Regions from separate parts of the Mus musculus genome. Here region 1 is linked to region 2. A link is a contact called in public promoter capture Hi-C data. All regions are on one chromosome and are shown on one strand. Each heading gives the region's core, a stretch centred on a gene start, on an enhancer-like site or on the middle of the called end of the contact. The rest is flanking DNA. Distances are from core to core; before and after follow the strand shown. Region 1 holds the start of Haus4 (HAUS augmin-like complex, subunit 4). Region 2 holds the start of Abhd4 (abhydrolase domain containing 4).

Region 1 (2,801 bases), core at 156-2,655, 300 kb before region 2:
GGCATGAGCCACTACCCTTGGCCCTAGAATGTTCTAAAGCTGTGACCCTTTAATACAGATTCTCATGTTGTGGTGACCCCCAACCATAAATGATTTCCATTACTTACTTCATAACTGTAATTTTGCTGTTACGAATTGTAAACACCTGTGTTCTCCAGTGGCCTTAGGTGACCCCTGTAGGGTCGTTCAACCAACCAAAGGGGTCTCGACCACAGGTTGAGAACTGCTGTTCTAAGGAAAAGCCAAACAGCTCCATTTCCTAGCACTTTTGCTCCATCCTATCAGTTTGTTCTCTGATGCAAGCGATCTAATCACTGGGCTAGGGAGATGGCTCAACCATCCCTCTTCAAGTAAACCTGGGTTGGATTCTCCACACTTATATGGTGGTAACTGTAACCGGTTCCAGAGGATCCCACAGCAGTAAGCATACAAGTGGTTCACAGACATATGTGCCAGTCAAACACCCACACACGTAAACAACAGTAAAATAAATAAAAACGTATAAAGAGCTCTAATAACCTTGAAGCAGTTTATTTAAGACTTTTATTTTTTTAGATGGGCAACTTCAGCATAGTGCCCGGGCCTAGCTTTGAACTCTCGATCTTCCTAACTCAACCTCCTGAGTAGGTGTGGTGAAGGATTAACAGTACAGCTAAACATCTTATTTTCCAAAAGAAGTCACTTCCTGATTGGGTACCCTTAGTTTTACAAAACCAGTGTAGGCATAAGTAGGAGTGAAGGAAGGATGATGGGAAATAAGGGATGTGGGAATGGGGCAGGGCAGTTAACGCGGCTCAATGGGTAAAGGAGCTTGCTACCAAGCCTATGATGTCTCACTCCCAGAATGTCTTCTGACCTCCACAGCACACGTAGGACACACAGTAAATAAAACGTGACTTTAAAAAAAAACAGAGGGAGCGCGGAGGAGGCGAGGTAGGTTAAGAAATTCAAGAGGTGAGGCTGGAGCAACGTAGTAAAAGGATCTGAGTTCAAGTCCCAGAACCCAAAATCTGGCAGCTCACAAGCACCTGTAACATCGGCTCAAAGGGCTCTGGCTCCCTCTTCCGGCCTCCGTGGACACCGCCCACATATGGCGCATGCGCTCGCCCACATCGATAAATAAAAACAAACCAGTGGGGGTGTAGTGGCGTGCACCTTTCCTCTCATCAATCGGGAGGCCGAGACAGGACGATCTCTGATACCAACAACACATTGGCTCGACCTCCGAGCACCACAGTGGCAGGCCTAAGCTTCCGAGCTGGGCCGCCACCTCTATATAACCTTCCGTGCCTAGTCTTCCCCTTTGTTAAATGGGTGAAGTTCCGACTTCCAGGATCCGAGCCGCTACCGCGACAGTTGCGCTGAGCGCGCGCTCCCGGGGCGGGGCTGCGCCAGGCGGGAACGGAGGCCCCGCCCCGTCCTGTGCCCGGCTGATTTAAGACCCAGTTGTTTCTACGCTGGCGGCAGCGCCTTTCCCGGGCAGGCCCCGGCCTTAGCGCTCCGGCGGCGAGCCGTGCAGGTTAGCGCTCGACGACCGCGAGCTTGCGGCGAGGCCGCGCTCGCCCTTTAGGACTCCTTGGCGACCCAGACGGTAGGTCGGCGCCGGAGAGCGCGTCTGCATCTTGATTATCTCCGGCCTTGTAAGGGTCACCTCTTGTGAAAACAGTCAGGACGATCAATCTGCGTCCAGCACAGCGTGCAGGGGAACGGCTGGAGGGCTCGAAGCACGCCTGCGTCAGAGTTCGGCGCTCTGCGCTCCTGCGCGTGGGACCCCGGCTGCCTGCGCAGGGTGGGGGTGAAGCCTAAGGTCACGTCCTGTGGGCGGCTCCGCTGAGGACCCCTGGGCGGTTGAAACCCTCGTGGCTGGGTGCCTAACTGGCCTGCAAAACTTTATTTGTAGGTGTAGTTCAACAACATTCTGAGTTGGTAAAACGGAACTTACTGGTAAAACATAACTAAATAGCTTTTGTTGACAAGTCGATTGTTATTAATTCTTGATGCTTCATGCAAGGCAAGAACCGTTATCGCGGCTTTGCAGGTGGAACACTGTTGGCACCTGAAAAAGGAGCATTTCACATAAACTCACACAGAAAACATGGGGGGCGGGGCGGAGCCACAAATTAATGTCTCGAATTGCGCCTCCTCAGCTGATTCCTCTAGACCACGCTACAAAACAAACGGCTAGTTGCTTTCATGTGACTCATAAAAGGAGCGAATAAACCAATGTTCTGTGGACGTGAAGCGTTAAGTACTAATAAGCTTCAGACTCGGGGCTGCCTCGGGCTCAGCTGCCATTTGGAGGAGTGGGTAAAGCAATAAGGGAAAGAATGGGCAGGCAATGTTTGTGTTGCTGTTGAGTTTCTCATTGCTCTCTGTTGATGACATTCTTTTCAAGGTGCTCCAGGTTCTGGCAAAACACCTATCTGTATAGCTATGTCCCCACACTAACCACTGCAGTGCATTGTTACTGGAAAAGCTGTTGTAGTTCAAGTGTCTGTCGCTCTTGCTCCCAGACAGATAGCTCTTTCATGAGATGACACTGACAGAGAAGCACCAGAAAGAAACTGTGATATTCCACAGTTGAGCTATAAAGGGGGCAAAAGGTATACTGGGACCCACACCCCTTAGTTTACTGGGAACACGACAGACAGCAACAGTTTGTAGCTCCAGCAAAATGGTAACGGTAGGAAGACGCCTTCCATTAGAACTTAGTGGATTTGGGTGGTGTACTGGCTGGTTTTGTGTCAACCTGACAGCTGGAGTTATCACAGAGAAAGGAGCTTCAGTTGAGGAAATGCCTC
Region 2 (3,126 bases), core at 227-2,726:
GAACTCTGCCTAGGTGAAGGTAAGAGGATGGTTGCAGCAAGGGCTTGTGGGTTTGAGCAGGAGAAGATGATGGCATCCTTGGCGGAACCATCCCAGCTACTCATAGCATACACAATGGGCACCCTGAGTATCATGGGAACTCGCTGGATGAAGCACCAATACCTAGACCACAGATCTTGGCCAGTCTCAAAAGAGAGACTTCCTCTTTGCATTGTAGGCTATAACAAGTCAGACCATGACACCTGAACGAACCCCACACATCTCTAACTCTGGACAGCAGAGCTCAAGAGAAATGCTTCCCTATGAGACAGCAACACTGGCAGCAGTCCACACAGGCCTGGAAGGGGTGGGGGTTGGGGGACAGGGAGCTATGGGCACAGCTTGGCCTTTCTTCTGTACAAACAATCCAGAAAGAGAAAAGGCAACAGTGCCTGTCACACTGTGTGTCAGTGCTATTAGGGAGGTGAGAGCTGAGGTGGGAGAGTGAGGCAAGCAGCCTCTTAACATTGAGCAAGTCTCTGAATTTCTATGGGCATCCGCATCTGTTGCTTTATTTGTAAAACGGAGCTGAATGACCTGAGTCTTCTTTGGCTCTAGTGCCGTTTCCCGCAAGTCACTGTAGGCACCATAAATTTCCTCTTAGAAAGCAATACTCTTCTTGGGCAGTTCTTTTAGGTCCCTTACACGATTGTTTACTATTGATACAAAGTTATTTCGTTGTTCTGCAGATCCAAAAGGACAAATATTAGGTCAAGGGAAGGCCCTGTTCCTGTGAAACCCTTGGAGCTGAGTCATTCTCCTCTAAGCAACTTTTTCCCGATCCTGTTAGACCACCATCACACAGGTGGCATCTCAAACTTGATGGCCTTGGGCGAGCAGTAACCACATCCCAATCTAACAAACCTACTTCTGAAACCACGGCAGTAAGCATGTGTTTATGATTAAGAACACTATCAACTAGGATTGCAAGCAGAACGTAAAGGCGGCCAAGGGCTAAAGGAATTTGCAAGCCAGTTCCACACTAATTCCATCGCAGTGGAGACTTCTCCTACCCATGCCTTGTCCTTCAAGGGCTTTTCACACCCACGACTTTAGTTCCGGGCAAGTCTCCACAAGCACCACGTCCGCATCGGGAAGAGCTAGCTTATTCCTCGTGCTTTACCACTAATCTAACTGGGCTACCAGAGGGGCGATCGCGAAGACTAGTGGAAAGTCAGAGTCCCCAGGCTGAACGCAAGCTTAACCCTCAACACTCTCCCAGCTCCGCAGCCTTCTCATCTCTCAGCGCTCCCGGGGCTCCTGAGCGCAACCCATCCCTCCCTGGAAGCCAACCTGAAAGGAAAGGCGGGGAGTCTGAAGCTGTCCGCAACTACAGACAGTCCCCGGATCCTGGCCCGGACAGATAGAGACAGAAAGAGAAACGGACAGGAGTAACTCACTGCTGCTCCAGATCATCAGCCATAGTAAACAAGCCCTGCCGGGTCGAGCTGAGCCAGCCCATCCCTCCGCTCGACGCCAGAACCAGCTGACCCAGGGAAGTATCGGATAACAAAGGGGGCGGGGCCGGAGGCGGGGCCTGGGTCGCTAGCGGGGTTCTAGCGGGCAAAGTTGGCAGACCAACCGACTCAGCACATGGACAGCAATCAGTTGGGTGCTTCCTTCTGTTTGCTCCCTCTGGCCTGCGTCCAGGCTGAACACTACGGTCCCACAAAAGTAGGCTCCTTAATCCGGATCACATCCCTTTGGGGGACAGTGAGGGAGACAGGAAGACAGGTAGTTTAAAACTCAAAGTTCCTCACTGGAATGCCACCAGCCCCGCCTCCACACCTCCTTCAATTAAAGAGTGAAGGAACTGCTTTGCCTCTTGCTCACGTTCTCAAGCTTCCCTCTGTATCTCAGGTCACAGACGCTTCATCTGCCTTGGTAGTCCTATGGAAATGGTTTAGATGTCCGTGGAGTCATAAGGGTGCTTCCTATAAAAGGGCCTCGGATATTGTAACCCAAGATTTCCCGGTTCCAGAAATACAAAAAGCATGCTGCCTAGTTAAATTTTAGACAGCAAAGTTTAAAGCTAAGTAGGCTCCCTGTAGTATTTGGGGCATCCTGTATTCACAGCTCTAAGATGAGGGGTGACACCTGTCAGCATAAGCATTTCTCTGTTCTGGGGATGTCTTGCCTCAACCTACTTTCCAAGGAAAAAGTAGCAGTATCCTGCTTCCTTCCATTCGGTGGACCTCCCAGAGGAGGGCCAGTTAAAGGCCTAACGCATAAGGCTGGGCGTGATTAGGTATGTGGATATAAGATTAAGGATGTGGGATGTGAAGTGACTTAACCCAGAAGTTTTGAGCACATTTCAGGCTGGCTCGGCAGAGAGGCGGGACACATCTTGAAGCTGGCTTCAGAATTCACTTGAAATGGCAAAGGGGGTGTGGCATCCCTGGAGCCGCTCCCTTTCTGATTATCCACTGCAGTAGTTTAATCATACTTAAGGGGAAAGAATCTACTGAGGACTCTCTCTCTCTCTCTCTCTCTCTCTCTTACACACACACACACACACACACACACACACACACACACACGTCAAGGTGTATGTGTCCTGGGTTGGCCTCACATTGGATGTGTATCTGAGGATGATCTGTGCTTCCGAGTCTCCTGTTTCTATCTCTGGAGTGCTGGGATTATAGGGTATTCTGCCAGGCTTGTTGATTCAGGATTGTGGATCGAACCCAGGGCTTTCTGCTTGCTAGCTAGGCACTTTAGCAGTGGAGCTATGTTCCTAGTCCTACAGTATTTTTCTTTGGTCTTCTTGAAAGACCGAAGAGAACCTGAGATTTATTCTTTCCAGAAACACAATGTTAAACTGATCATTATAAGGGTTTAAAGTTGAAGAGAACTGGAATTTTCAGAAATGTCCATCCATGATTTTAGCCAAGCTCAGTGGTCCCACAATTCACTATACACAGTCATTGGGTAGGCTTGATAACAACGCAGCCTCCTGATTGCCATCCTCAGAATCTAATTCAGTTAGTTTGGTTTGAGGCTAGAAAGCTGCTTTTTTTTTTTTTTTTTTTTTTTTTTTGCATTGAAGGTGCTGGTGTTCCAGAAGACACACTAGTTAAACAAATA

The links. Promoter capture Hi-C pulls out the DNA fragments that hold promoters and counts their contacts.
Region 1: a promoter capture Hi-C map of hematopoietic stem and progenitor cells shows a contact between it and region 2. The contact joins the promoter of Haus4 here to the promoter of Abhd4 in region 2. A contact is called at or near these places in 23 of 39 promoter capture datasets (the 3T3-L1 cell line, 3T3-L1-derived adipocytes, the C10 cell line and 18 more), 4 of 484 Hi-C or Micro-C datasets (CD4 T cells, CD8 T cells, pre-megakaryocyte-erythroid progenitors and 1 more), 16 of 115 datasets of contacts at active chromatin or transcription factors (the 230-238 cell line, CD8 T cells, Th17 cells and 10 more) and 3 of 9 other capture datasets (adipose tissue, liver and pancreatic islet).

What each region holds. Positions count from the first base shown.
Region 1 is chr14:54,552,965-54,555,765 of GRCm38.p6, reverse strand. It overlaps Haus4 (HAUS augmin-like complex, subunit 4), which reads left to right and starts at 1,405. Exons shown (of 10, transcript NM_145462.2): 1 at 1,405-1,591.
Region 2 is chr14:54,257,633-54,260,758 of GRCm38.p6, reverse strand. Abhd4 (abhydrolase domain containing 4) reads right to left here and starts at 1,476. Exons shown (of 7, transcript NM_134076.3): 1 at 1,440-1,476. The coding sequence starts at 1,462.